Regions from separate parts of the Pan troglodytes genome. Here region 1 is linked to region 2. A link is a contact called in public Hi-C data. All regions are on one chromosome and are shown on one strand. Each heading gives the region's core, a stretch centred on a gene start, on an enhancer-like site or on the middle of the called end of the contact. The rest is flanking DNA. Distances are from core to core; before and after follow the strand shown. Region 1 holds the start of TMEM255A (transmembrane protein 255A). Region 2 overlaps TMEM255A (transmembrane protein 255A).

Region 1 (6,485 bases), core at 472-2,971, 48 kb after region 2:
CTGGTACTGCTGGGCTCTGGATTCGGACCAAGTCCTTGGCCTCATTTGTACCCCGTTGTAAATAACTACGCCCTTAAAAATGAAAAAGTAAATTCTTATACTGAATATGCAAAACCATTGAGGATACGGATCTTTCCACCATCCAGGAGATAACACTTTCTGGGGCCCCTCCGGTGAACGAGTTTTGTTGACATTGAGTCTTCTGCGGGCAGTAGGGAGATTATATAGGGGGTTCGATCTTCTCCCTGCCCCCTCCACTCGAGATGTTCCCGCAAATTCATCGGAGAAGACCTGAGCAGACTGATGGCAGGAACTGCGGGACAGAGGGATTTTGCAGAATGTAAAGTATGTTGGAAAGAGAGAATTCGATTTGATTGAAGTGTATCCGAGGCGAATTTTAAAAGATTAGGTGGGATCATGATTTTACAATCCCTTCCCGCTCTCCAGGGCTCCAAATTAATTTCTCCGCCCAGTGAAATCACAGGGCTTGGGAAGGTGCCTAACAGCTGAGGGGGACTGGGTTTGTTTGTTTTTGTAACTACCAAAAAGCAGCTTCGAGGGGCAGCCAAGTTGGTGCCCGAAGGTAGCTGTCCCCCAGTTTCTATAAGGAAAGGAGTCGAAGGGTGCCCCTCCCCCTCCATTCCGCCCTGCGAGGAAAAGCGCGACTTCAGAAGATGCGCGGGCTCGCGCTGGATGTTTCTTTCTCGCGCTCTCACTCCTGCCCCTGACTCCCTTTTCACACTCATGCACATTCCGTGCATTTGGAGCAGAGTAACAATCAAATTCAAAGAATGTTGATCCCGCCGCTGCAGAGGGCAGGGCTGGGCTGTCTTGAGTGATTCCTCAGGAATTCCCCTCCCCTCATCCCCCCCTTTCTTCTCACCCCCGCCCATCCCCCAGAGTTGCGCAACCCGCCCCCCCCCCAATCAGCGAGGTGCAAGTCAGGCCCCCACCCAACTGCATCTCTAAATTTCAGGGCAGCTTCAAGAGAGTTGGGAGGGGGCGAGGACCCTGCTTCTAATTGTCGTTAGTCGTGAGCTCTTAGAAGTGACCAGGACTTTGCAAAGAGGGAGTGTCGAATGGAAAGCGAAGGCGCAGGTTGCAGGGAAGTGTTTTGATCCTCAGATTGCTGGGATTTACCACCGACTGCAAGTCTGTAGACACACGCACACAAACAGGCACACACCCGCACTCCGGGGCAGAGATACTCCGACGCAAGGTTGGCGCTCCGATCTCCGCACGTCGCTCCCGCTGCAGCCAGGCCGCTCCCCTGGGACTCTGGTCCACCACCCAGACGCTGGGGCGCGAAGACCACCCCATCCATGCCCCGTTTCCCGCTCTCTGGCTTTTGGGGCACCTGGGGCGTTCACAGTCCAGAGGCCAGCGCACTCAACCCCTGCTGCCGCCGCCCGAAGGAAGGGCCGCTAGACTTACCCATGGAATCGGGCAGGGACATGTCGCTGGACCGCTGCTGAGTCAGGGACTGATGCATGGTGAAAACTGCCCGGTTGCCCCAGTCCCCGAAGCTGCTTCAAGCGCCCCCGGCTCTGGGCGCCCCGCAGAGCATCCTACTCCGCGGTTGCCTCTCTCGGTCCTTCCGAGAGCTGAGAGACACTGCCTCTGGTTGCGAGCTGCAGCCCAAGTGCCGCCTCCCCCTCCCTTCCACTCTTCTCCCTCCCTCCTGTTCTGCCTCCCTCTGCTCTGGGAGGCGGCAGCATTGGCGGTCCGTGCAGCCGCGTGCGCTTGCGCAAGACCCCCCCTCCTCCCTCCCCCTCAGTCTCCCCATCCTAGTTATCCACCTCCCAGCCTTCCAAGCCAGACAGGGAGCAGTTTTAGCCCCTTGGGGCCAGGGCTGCGCAGAGAAAGAGGGGGAGGCTTCAGTATGAAGCCAACCAACCTTCTCTATAGTTGGACAGGGTCTTGGGTAATTATCCTGTTCTAGGATTTATAACTGGGGAGGGGGTCAGAGTCAGAGGTTCAGAGCTGAGGAACACACACACACACACACACACACACACACACACACACACACACACACACACTTGAGCAGGTCTGGTCTTAGTGCTTCCAGAATGACATAATGGAGCTGGAGATGATCCAGAGAAGGGCCACTCTATAATCAAAGGGATGGTGTGTGTGGGGCGGGGGGAGGGTGGTGGCTGACATATGAAGATAGATTAAACAAACGCAGACTCTTTAGTCTAGAACGATGAAGGCTGGGAAGTGATGTGACCAGAGTGTATAAAATTATGCAGAGACAGAGAGAAGGAGCACAGCCTTATTCACCAGACCTGAGAATTCCAGAACCAACAGCCCCCAATCTTTAGCTAGAAAATTCAGCTAAAGTATGACTCTGCACCAGAACCCCAGTTTGTACTGTTCAAGTGCTTTTATAACAAGGATCTCATTTTATCATCATAGCAGCCATGCAAGGGAGGAAGAGGAGTTATCAATAACCCCATTATGCAGAGGAGGAAACTGAATCTCAGAGAAGGGAAGAAAATGTCCTGTGCCCACTCAGCTAGTAAGTGGCAGAAGTGAGAGCTAGAACCTAGATCTGTTGGACTCCAAGGTGAGTGTTCTTGCTATGGCGACTGAAAAGAACTATTATTCTCTATAGCAAATGGAAAACCTAAGGAATTCATTAGCTCCAAAAGATGCAGCAAGATGAAAATGCAAGTAGCTTTGGAAAGAGTGAAAGTAAAGTCATGGCTGACAGATCCACTGTGGATTACTAAGGGAAACTGGGGATGAGGTGGGAATGTCATTGATCTTGGAAGACAGCCAAATCCTTCTCGAACCTATCCTTTTGGACCCCATTAGGATATTGGGCTTGAAGCACCTTGTGGTTGGACCAAAAGGTGGTTTGAATGTTCTCAAAACAACTGCAGATCAGGATGAGGCCTTCTTGGAGTGCCCCCAAGACATCTATCTGGTGGCCAGGGGAGGTGGAGGGTGAGGAAGCGGGTAACAGTGGACTCCACCTCCCTCTGGAAACAGCCCTGGAAGCCTAACATAGCTAAGAGAATATACCTATTTGGAGGTGCCCATACTGTCCTATTGAGGAGCTCCCAGGCTCTGCTTGCCAGGTCTCCTTCCAACCGCCTCCTTCTGATGGTTGCTGCAATCCTTTCTCCATGTTCCCCGAAAAACCCAAACCAAATCAAGTATAAAACTATTCTAAGAGTCAATGGGATGAAGAAGAGTACTTGGCTCTTTCCAGATCTGCCTTGCTAATCTACTGTAAAGCTTTGTTTTTCTTATCCAGGAAATGGGACTGAAGGCCCTTGCCCTTTCCCATCTTCTGAAGGAAGAAAATATGTTTCTTGAAGATTAAAAAGGAAGCCCTTTGTAAAGAACTTGGGCACCCCAGGGGCCACGTTGAATGCTGTGTCAGGTATTATTAGCAACCCTACACTATACATGTGGTTTAAAAATCTGTGATATATGTCCTAGATAGAGACAAGATGCCTACTACTGTAGATGTGTGTGTCTTAAGCCTGCTTAGCTTGTGTCAGGGTCTCTATAAGCTCCACAAAGGCAGAGAGAAATCCTGTATTTATACTTCTGCAATGATTGTCTTTGAGTCCTGTTTACTTATCTCTTTCTCCTCTCATTCTAAATATCTCATACTTAATGTGGAGGACTCCTGCAACCAGCACTGATTTCTCAGGAGTGCTTGCTAATTAACATATTTGGTTTCTGTGAAAGTAGCCTGAAAGAAAAGAGGTTTTTATACAGGCTCTAAAGACTATTTGACACCTTCTTTAGAGATTCTTGGCTCCCCTATAGCAATCACACAGCAAGAGATCCCTAAAGAAGCCAAATAGAAACTTGTTACCATGCTGGTTTTGATGGACAGATTGAGGCCTTTTCAATTCAGAGAGAAACACACTACCCACCAAATGATGCAGAGGGCATATGTAATTTGACCTTTGTAATCCCAAAGACACAAACTAGTGAGGTACCTTTAATGGGAGTGAGGTTTGCTTTCTCAACATCTGTATTCCTGAATCCTGCTTGAAATTGAACATTATTTTATAAAGTACTAGAGGAGCTGGCTATTTAAAAGAACTGCATATGGTATGTTTCTTTTGTGCTGTCTCTTGGGGTGCCTTGTGGGACTTGGAGCACAGCACGCACTCAGTCAAGTTAAAAATGACTTTGAGACCAGTAGCAGTGACAATAGCAGCAGCTGCAGCAGCTCGGAGAGTAGTAGCAGTCTTCTCCCCAGAGATGGTGTATTTGTCTGGAGAGAGGATCGGGAAAAGGGGAGGGACTAGAATGGGAACTGGGGGGAAACCCCCTACATTTTAACTAAGCCCAGTACATACACCTCTTTTCCTCCAAAAAAAAGTTTATTTTAACTCAAATTGAACAGGATGATTAAAAAGCAAGAGGCAATGTTTCCTGGGCTCCATTCTGATTTTCTTCATGTCAAAACACATGTGGAGTTTATACATAAATAGGTTTATAATAAAACTTACCAATAGGCAAGCCATCTAGATGAAGAAACAGGTCTTTCATGCAAGTGAAGGCTACTATAAAACTGCTTGGTTAGCTTTTGATAAAAAAAAGAAATTATTAAAATGCCTTAAAATAAATCCTTTTCATAGCAAGCTTAATCAAGCATACAGTGTTGCCCTAGGTTGCAAACTGCTTTATAGCATCAGGAAATGTTTACCAATGGGGCTGCAGCCTACTTCTCTCCATCTTCTTCAAACCAGTGATGAGCGCCCTCCCCAGAAGCCTTCAGACCAGTAGAAAAATGCCAGATGGTGCTCTGTGTCTAACACATTCTCCCTGGGAAGAGCCATAGCATTCAATTATCTCCTTATTTTGCTGACCAATTTGACTATTTAAATTACATAGTATACCTTCCTGATTCCAATTCTGGGAATGTGGGCTAGAGAAATGTCTACATGTTTACACACACATACATGCATACATGCATATTTAAAATGGTGGCCATACAGGTATTCACAAGTGCACATACTTATAGACATCCCAGCTAGTATCTCTACGCTCTGGTTATCACCATCCAACTCTCGTTTTCCAGACTTTGGTTGATCAAGGACAGAGAGAAGCTTCAGAGTAATGGAGAGCCTCAAAGAGTCCAAACATTCCTAACTGAGGTTGGGGTGTGCCCACCAGACTACCTTAGGTCAATGCCTAGTACTCAGTGCCTGCACCACAAACATGTGAATCTTGATTGAGGAAAACCATAGTTAAGGGTGTTGCCTGATTCTCATTGCCAGCTGGTCTTTTTCTTTGGGTACCAGGAAAATAACCATAGCACCAGGAAACAGCGTTGGTACTTGTCTTTACTTTGTTATTGATTTATTTCTATTTTGTAACCTGTGTTAGTTACCAAACACTATATAATAAATGTTTTCCAATATCAGTAAAGAAAAAACCTTTGATAATATGATTTAAAATGAATGGAACATAATTTATTTACCATTTCACTGTTATTGAATATTTTAGAGATTGCCAGTTTTTTAACATTGTAAATAATGCAATGAACTAAACCTTTGCATCTTTTTCACCATAGGATACAATACTATCATGGAATTATTGGTTCAAATGTTCCAAACACACACTTCTAATTAAACTTTTTTTATCAACACACATGTAATAAAATGTACAGACCAATGTATTTTAACACACACACACACACACACACACACACACACACACACTTGTAAACCACCACCCAGATTAAGATATTGAACCTAACATCCCAGATGGCTCTCTTGAGCCCCCTCCCCAGTCAATAACCCTCCCAGAGGTAACCACTATTCTGATTTTGATCAAGTCAGAATATTTTTAAGGCTTTGAAAATGTATTGCCAAATTGCCCTCCCAAATATTTGTAGCAAAGTACATACCCACCATCAGCATCTGAAAATGTCTGGGTCCCCATGACCTCTTGATTTTACCTTGAAAAGGAGATGTTTAACACTGAAGACACACCTAATTGCAGTCAGCTACGGGAAGGGCCAGTCAAGAAGCTGAAGTTCAGTTGGGCACAAGGCATCCAGTGGGAACCACAGATCTAGGAGGCAGAGGGCGAGGGCAGTGCCGGGGCAGACAACACTGTCACAGCCCACAAGTACAGTCATGTGCCACATAATGATGTTTTGGTCAACAATGGAATGCAGATATGAAGGTGTTCCCATAACATTATAATGGAGCTGAAAAACTCCTATCACCTAGTGACATCATAGTGCAATGTGTTACTCACGAGTTTGTGGTGATGCTGGTGTAAATAAGCTCACTGTGCTGACAATCACATAAAAGTGTAGCATATACAATTAGGTACAATCCATAATACTTGATAATGATAATAAATGACTATGTTACTGGTTTATGTATTTCCTATACTATACACTTTATCATTATTATAGAGTGTACTCCTTCTACTTAAATATTTTTTAAAAGTTAACTGTAAAACAGCCTCATGTAGGTCCTTTGGGAGGTATT
Region 2 (6,693 bases), core at 1,215-3,714:
TTCAGCCTGACCACCCCTGCTCTGCACTAATAATGAATAAGCTTCGTCCCTATCTTTCCCTAGCCTGGCAGGCCATTGTAAAACTTTATGCGTAAGAGTCACACTTTAAATTTTGTACCCTAACACTTCCACTGAAGCAGAAATACAAAAGCCACAATAATCTCAATAGCCAGCAGGCATTCCTCTTTAGGGACTGTAAGGTGGTGGCTTTTCAAAAGGTGGATAGTAGGGTGGAGAGTAACGGGGCGGTGCACTTGAGGACCACATGTAGCTGGGTGAGGGAGAGGCAGACTGGGGCTCATCAGAAAGTCCAGAGGGAGGGGAGGATGGAAAGACACCGGAATGCTGTGTGATAAAAAGAAAACGTTAGTTTAGGCAGTGAGTTTGCAATTCCCTGAACAGTCATTACTATTTAAAAATGAATATGGGCCAAAGCTTTTTTTCTATTTGGAAGAACAGAGAGCTCCCAAACCTCACAGAGTTAATGAGCCTGGAACAGGTGGTTCTCTCAGTCACTCAGGCTACAAGCCACCTGCAGAAATAGGGAATCCTCCTCTGCAACGCCTTGCAGCCCACATCCAATCAATTGCCAAATCCTGTTGCTTCTACTTCTGTGTTGTCTCTTGAATCCATCACTACCTTTTTTACATTTATAACTCAAGCCTCCAATACCTCTCCCTTAAGCTATGGCAACAATGTCCCAACTAGTCTTCAAAAGGTAATTTTTGGCTTTGAGAACATTTAATGATATTAAGCCAGTGATCCCTGGGAAAGTCTTTGCTAAAAGAGTATATCACAGAGAGGTAGTACAGTGGTCAGGAGCCCCTCTCATAGACAAGAAACTAAGGTCAGAGAGGTTAAATAGCTTGCTTGGATCTGGAGTCTTCTGACTCCAAGTCCAACATTTTCTACTCCACCTTAACTGCTGCCCCCTCATCCCCAAGTGCAGAGTAGGTTGGAGAGCAAAGAGTAACAAAGGCATGGAGGTAAGAATGAGGAGCAATATGTCAGGTTGCAGAGACACTGAGTATTCAGTTTTACTTTGTGTTGTCTTACTTTGGGAAAGGTTGTTAGTCTTTGGGAAAGGAATGGAAATGAATTTTTTAAAATATGCAGTGAATTGGCAGGAGTCATTTGCCCCTTTCTCTCCCTGGCCCATGTATATCCTTGACTCTAGTGATTTCCCTGCTGAAGGAGAGTTGGCCTGTTGTGTTTGTTGCTGTATCCTCCAGAGCTCAGAACAGTACTTGCCAAGTAATAGGTGCTCAATAAATCTTGAATGAGTGAATACAACTTCAGGAGCATAGTAGATGAACTTGGCATGCTTTTAAAAAATAAAATCTAGGCTGGGCGCGGTGGCTAACGCCTGTAATCCCAGCACTGTAGGAGGCTGAGGTGGTGGAGCACCTGAGGTCAGGAGTTTGAGACCAGCCTGGCCAACATGGCGAAACCCCATCTCTACTAAAAATACAAAAATTAGCTGGGAGTGGTGGTGGGTGCCTGTAATCCCGGCTACTCAGGAGGCTGAGTCGCGAGAATCGCTTGAACCTGGGAGGCAGAGGTTCCAGTGAGCTCAGATCACGCCACTGCACTCCAGCTTGGGTGACAGAGTGAGACTCCGTCTCGAAAATAAATAAATAAATAAATAAAACCTATGTCCAGATTTCTAAGCCTTGCTTGAGACACAGAAAAATCTTCCTTACCACATAATGTTAAGACTGAGAAGAGATGCTAGCTGCCATCATCCCCTGCCTCCCAAATCCCATCCATTATTTCACTCCAAAGAAATGGCAGGGTCGTAGAACCTGGAGAGCCCTTAAAGGCAAAACAACCTGAGGCAGTGGACTCAAGACAATCTAGATTCCTTCTTAAAAACTCAATTTTCCTCCTCCCTCCAAGAAGATACCCTTTGTTAAAAACATCGGTATAGTGATTTCCTGATTTTCCATCTTGCACCCTTCAAACTCTCCCTTCCTCCTCCTCTCCCTCCCTCCTGTTCTGTTGCTTTCCTCAACTAAGAACTCTCTCCTCTTAACCAGAGAGGGGAACAAAGACCCACCAGGGCAAAGAATCTCTGTGCCTGGGCATATGGCACTCACTGCCTCTCTAAATCCCACTACAGAGATGACATGAGAGGCAGCAGGCCAGTTTTAGGTGTTCCCAGCCACAGAAGGGAGAGGCAAGTTTCCTGAAGTGAAGCTAAAGGCAGTTCTGTCCTGAGAGGCATTAAAAGGCTTCTGTGGGCAGCAGCTGCTGTGGGTGGCAGTTGTACACTTTGATAATAAAAGGGGGTGGTACAACGGCCCTTGGGTTTTCACTTCTCAGTTTTGTGTTTGAGAAGTATGGGGGGAGGGGGTCATGATTCTCACTTCCCTTTGAGGATGCTGGGAGTCTTAAGGATAAAGCTGAAGGGTTCCTGGCAGAGCTAGGGAGCTAACTGGCTGCAGTCCACACACCCTTGGGGTTTAGCGGGGGGAAAAGGCCCATAGTACCAGTGCATAGTTTCCTAGCAACAGGCAGGCACCTTGGGAAAGATTTGGCTTTGTCGCAGCCAGGGAGTTGGCCTGGTGTATTCTGGTTCCTGCCTGAGAGTGTGACTTTAATAATGCTGTGGGCAGCTCAGGAGAACAGAACTTTGAATCCTTGTGCACCACCAAGCACGAAGAGCATCTAAATAGCCTACTGCGGGGCCTAGTCAGCTCCAGCTTCCTGAGCGGCTTCTTAGAGGCTGGGGTGGCCAACAGGCTGATGGTGCTTAAAGAGGAGCCACCACCCTTTCAGGGACACAGATGGCTTTCCTCTTCCACCTTAGCCTGCCTCCTGCCTGCCTGATGGCTGACCCACACCCTTCAAGATCAATGCGCATTTCCGTCAGGGCATGCTTCTCTCCAGGAGCCTTGTGGGACAGTGACTTCACAAAGAGCCCAGGAACTGGCTGGTGATAATTACTAGTTAAAGACACTGTGTCCCAAGGGTAAAATCCAGCATCTGTCGGTATTGTGCATTCCCTCTCTGTTCTGCCCCTGGAAGCAAAGGCTAGGGAGATGGAGAGAAGAGTGGGTAAAAGAAAGAGGAAAAAAAAAAGGATGAGTCGGGAACAAGGGAAAGGAGGGGAAGAAAGGAAAGACTTGACAGCGGGGTGGCGGGCGGGTGGCGGGGGGAAGAAAAAGTTGAGTGATAGCAACAACAGCCTTCTAAGGCTCTCAGCAACCTGTGCCATAAACTGTACCCTCCTAGGATCAAAGCAATCCTTTTAATAAATGGGCCCAATTTATAATGAGTAACTTTTAGTGGCTAGGGTGAAACCTAGTGTACCCTCGTGATTTAATAAAGAGGAAAAATAGAGGCACTTTTGAATTGCATAGGTTGAGACTTTCGTTTTAAGCTTAAACTTGGCTGGTCACCAAATGGATAGGAAAGGGACCATTCCATGGTTAGAGTAAAGTAGGGGTACTGGCCCAGACTGGGAAATATTGCTGGGAACCTTGAGGGGTTTATAAATAGCTGGGTTTAATTTCCCAGCAGAAGTAAAAACTGATGCTTTGTACCCTACAGATTTTGGACTACTTGGCTAAAGCTGAAGGGGTGGTGGGGAAATAGTGCAAAGGACAAGAGAAATGAGTGTTGGATAGATGAGCAAGGAGGCAAAGGTAGTCTCAGCTTATATCCTTCCTGCTTTGGAGTATGGGGAGTTCCTGAGAAGCAAGGACACCCTGGAGCCCAGTGTTTGAAAGAATCCAGTTTCTCTAAGCTCAGCACTCAAAACTTCCTCAGGGCCAGCTGATCAGACCCAAATCCTTGCTCATGTCTGACCACAAGAAGTGTTTCCCAAGCTTCCTCACTGGACAGCTACCCAATAAGGGTATGACTTTGAGGGGTTAAAACAAAACATTATAAGTCTTTTTTCCTCATCCTCCTATTAGCCTCAGGGTCAAAAGGAAGTTGAAATCACCAAACCCAAAGTCACAGAAATAGTCCTACTTGGAAATAACCAAAATGGGAAGTCATTCAGAAAGTCTAGAAAGGTCCATTTTCTGGCTGTAACTTAGGTCATTTTACAATCAGAAGAGCATGAGGGAGCTCTGGCCTTTTGGGGGTGGGTCTGTGCTTCAGGTGGTTTTATTGTCAGATCTGGAGTGCATTTGCTGACTGCTTTTTATTTATCTGGGAATATAAGCAGACGTTTCTTGCCCTCTTGACTTTCCTTTTTTTTTTTTTTTTTTTTTTATACAGAGTTTCTCTCTTGTTGCCCAGGCTGGAGTGCAATGGCGTGATCTCGGCTCACCACAACCTCCACCTCCTGGGTTCAAGTGATTCTCCTGCCTCAGCCTCCTGAGTAGCTGTGATTACAGGCATGCACCACCATGCCTAGCTAATTTTGTATTTTTAGTAGAGATGGGGTTTCTCCGTGTTGGTCAGGCTGGTCTCGAACTCCCGACCTCAGGTGATCGCCCGCCTTGGCCTCCCAAAATGCTGGGATTACAGGCATGAGCCACCGCGCCTGGCTGACTTTCTTGTGTAAAGAATGGTATTTTCGCCTATGAAACTATAAGGGAATGAAACTTGGTGAGCAAAAGAAAGCTAAACTAAAATACTAAAATGAAAATTTAAGTTCTAGAGAGAAATCACTTAAAATCTTACCCCCTCAAGACTTAGGCTATACAATTATAAAGTCTTCAAACAGGAAATACTAAAGACATCTTGAGCCTAGGGAAAGAAGTGGGAGACATATAAAAAGTGTCCAAGCAGCCCCTGAATTCCCCTCTGAGGAATGCATGAAGGAAGGGAATCCTTTTTCAGTGGGGATCAAGAGTAAAGAGACCCTTTCTGAGGACCATGAGTCCAGTAGAAAGTATAAATATCCAGTAGAAAGTATAAATATCCCAAAATTAACTGGGGAAAGAGCTGTGCTCCGCCTAGATTCACAACTTCAAAAATCCCCCAACCCAATCTCTGGAATCAGTCAGCCCTAGATATAAATCCTTACTCTTTCACTTACCACCTCTGTGACTTTGGTGAAGTCACTTAATCTCTCCATGATTCAGTCATCTTATCTTAAAAATGGCAATTGCAAGAGTACTTCTCTTAAAGAGGTAAATGACTGAATGATGATATATGTAAAGCACTTAGCACAATGCTTAGTACATAGTAAGTACTCAGTGAATAGTAGCTGTTATTAAAAAGTAAGGGTGGGCCAGGCACGGTGGCTCATGCCTGTAATCCCAGCACTTTGGGAGGCCGAGGCGGGTGAATCACGAGGTCAGGAGTTCGAGACCAGCCTGGCCAACATGGTGAAACCCTGTCTCTACAAAAGATACAAATAAAAAAAAAATAGCCGGGCATGGTGGCACGCACCTGTAATCCCAGCTACTCGGGAGGCTGAGGCAGGAGAATCGCTTGACCCCAGGAGGTGGAGGTTGCAGTGAGCCAAGATTGTGCCATTGCACTCCAGCCTGAGCGACAGGGCAAGACTCTGTCTCAAAAAAAAAAAAAAAGGAGAGGCTTCTAACAATCCCCAAAGTCTCTGCTACAAGCCCATAGTATAGGTTTGGACTAGGTAGCTAAATCTGGATCCCTTTTCTGGGTTAGGTATGCTGTTTCCATAGCATTCTGGGTAATGTTTTCTTTACTTTTTTGTCCCCACTACTGTCCCCTGACCCCCCACCCCCAAGTCCCTAGACTAACGCAGGGACTGTCTCATTTAATTTCTATTTCCACAGCTCCTGGCTCAATGCGTGGCACATGGAACACAGAGTAAACATTGATTGAACTGAAACCAACAATCCAAGTCACCGTTGGCATTCTCAATCTTGCTTTCATTTCTGGGGTAGGATTTGAATGAGGAATGATGGCTCCATACCCAAAAGAGAGGTTTCCTATCTTATAATTTGTGGTAACCATCACCAGATGTATTATTGTCCCTACTTAAAGGGTTCATTATAAAGTGCAAATTCCTGAAATCAATGTAATTTACTTTGATATAAAAGTAGAGGAGGCCTCTTGGGCTAGACCCATGTGTGGCTCCTCTATTTAAGGATGACTTTTTATTATAGGGACCCCAAGAGAATGATGACCTTCCTTGTTTTAGCTTCAACATCCCTGCATTCTCTTGAAGAATTCCTTGTTGCCTCGGTCACTATTGAAATTATCTATGCCCTTCTTGAACATATTTTTGTTTTCCAGTCTATACCACCTATTTGGGTAACAAGTTACCTGAGTTGTCTACCTGTGTACACAGTAGGCTTTAGAACGAATTTTATCATTATATTTTGTAAGCTTTAACCCATTTATGCCTAGTGTCCCATTATTGGAACGCTAAGCTTGTGGGAGTTATTTATGTCCTCCGGCTCAAGGTCATCGCCAAGGTCTGATTTTTCACAAAAAAATTTGCAACCTCTGGCATCAATGGGTTAATGGATACCTTTTTGAACTAGTACTATATTTTATAAAAGTGAACAAGTGCATGTGCACACTATATGTATTATTATTGCATTATGGAGCCACAGACCTCTCTGAACGGTATCTAAACCAACCACAACAACACTTTATTCAACTTAATAAGATTTTTAAGTTTCAATTATTTTGCCAAACTGAAGTTGAAATTAGGTTGCCCAAGGGCTTTGTATTGCCAAACTGGCTGGTTAATTGGAAGTACCCCCAGATAGTTGTACTTTTATGTCCCCATGGAACATT

What was found. A called contact is a pair of places that touch in the nucleus more often than the background predicts.
Region 1: a Hi-C map of stem cell-derived neural progenitor cells shows a contact between it and region 2, with 2.0 times the contacts expected there. The contact joins the promoter of TMEM255A here to the enhancer-like site in region 2. A contact is called at or near these places in 2 of 7 Hi-C or Micro-C datasets (induced pluripotent stem cells and stem cell-derived neural progenitor cells) and 1 of 1 datasets of contacts at active chromatin or transcription factors (stem cell-derived excitatory neurons).

The regions. Positions count from the first base shown.
Region 1 is chrX:117,921,542-117,928,026 of NHGRI_mPanTro3-v2.0_pri, forward strand. It overlaps TMEM255A (transmembrane protein 255A), which reads right to left and starts at 1,722. Exons shown (of 9, transcript XM_016943731.3): 1 at 1,435-1,722. The coding sequence starts at 1,492.
Region 2 is chrX:117,872,722-117,879,414 of NHGRI_mPanTro3-v2.0_pri, forward strand. TMEM255A (transmembrane protein 255A) reads right to left here. Exons shown (of 9, transcript XM_016943731.3): 9 at 1-345. The coding sequence ends at 187. Among named protein-coding and RNA genes, the nearest start is that of ZBTB33, 13 kb to the left of the region's middle. Within about 2 kb of position 2,465, at least 7 of the 24 cell types and tissues checked have an H3K27ac peak or open chromatin away from gene starts, as enhancers often do. A contact at or near this core is called in stem cell-derived neural progenitor cells, where this site is marked.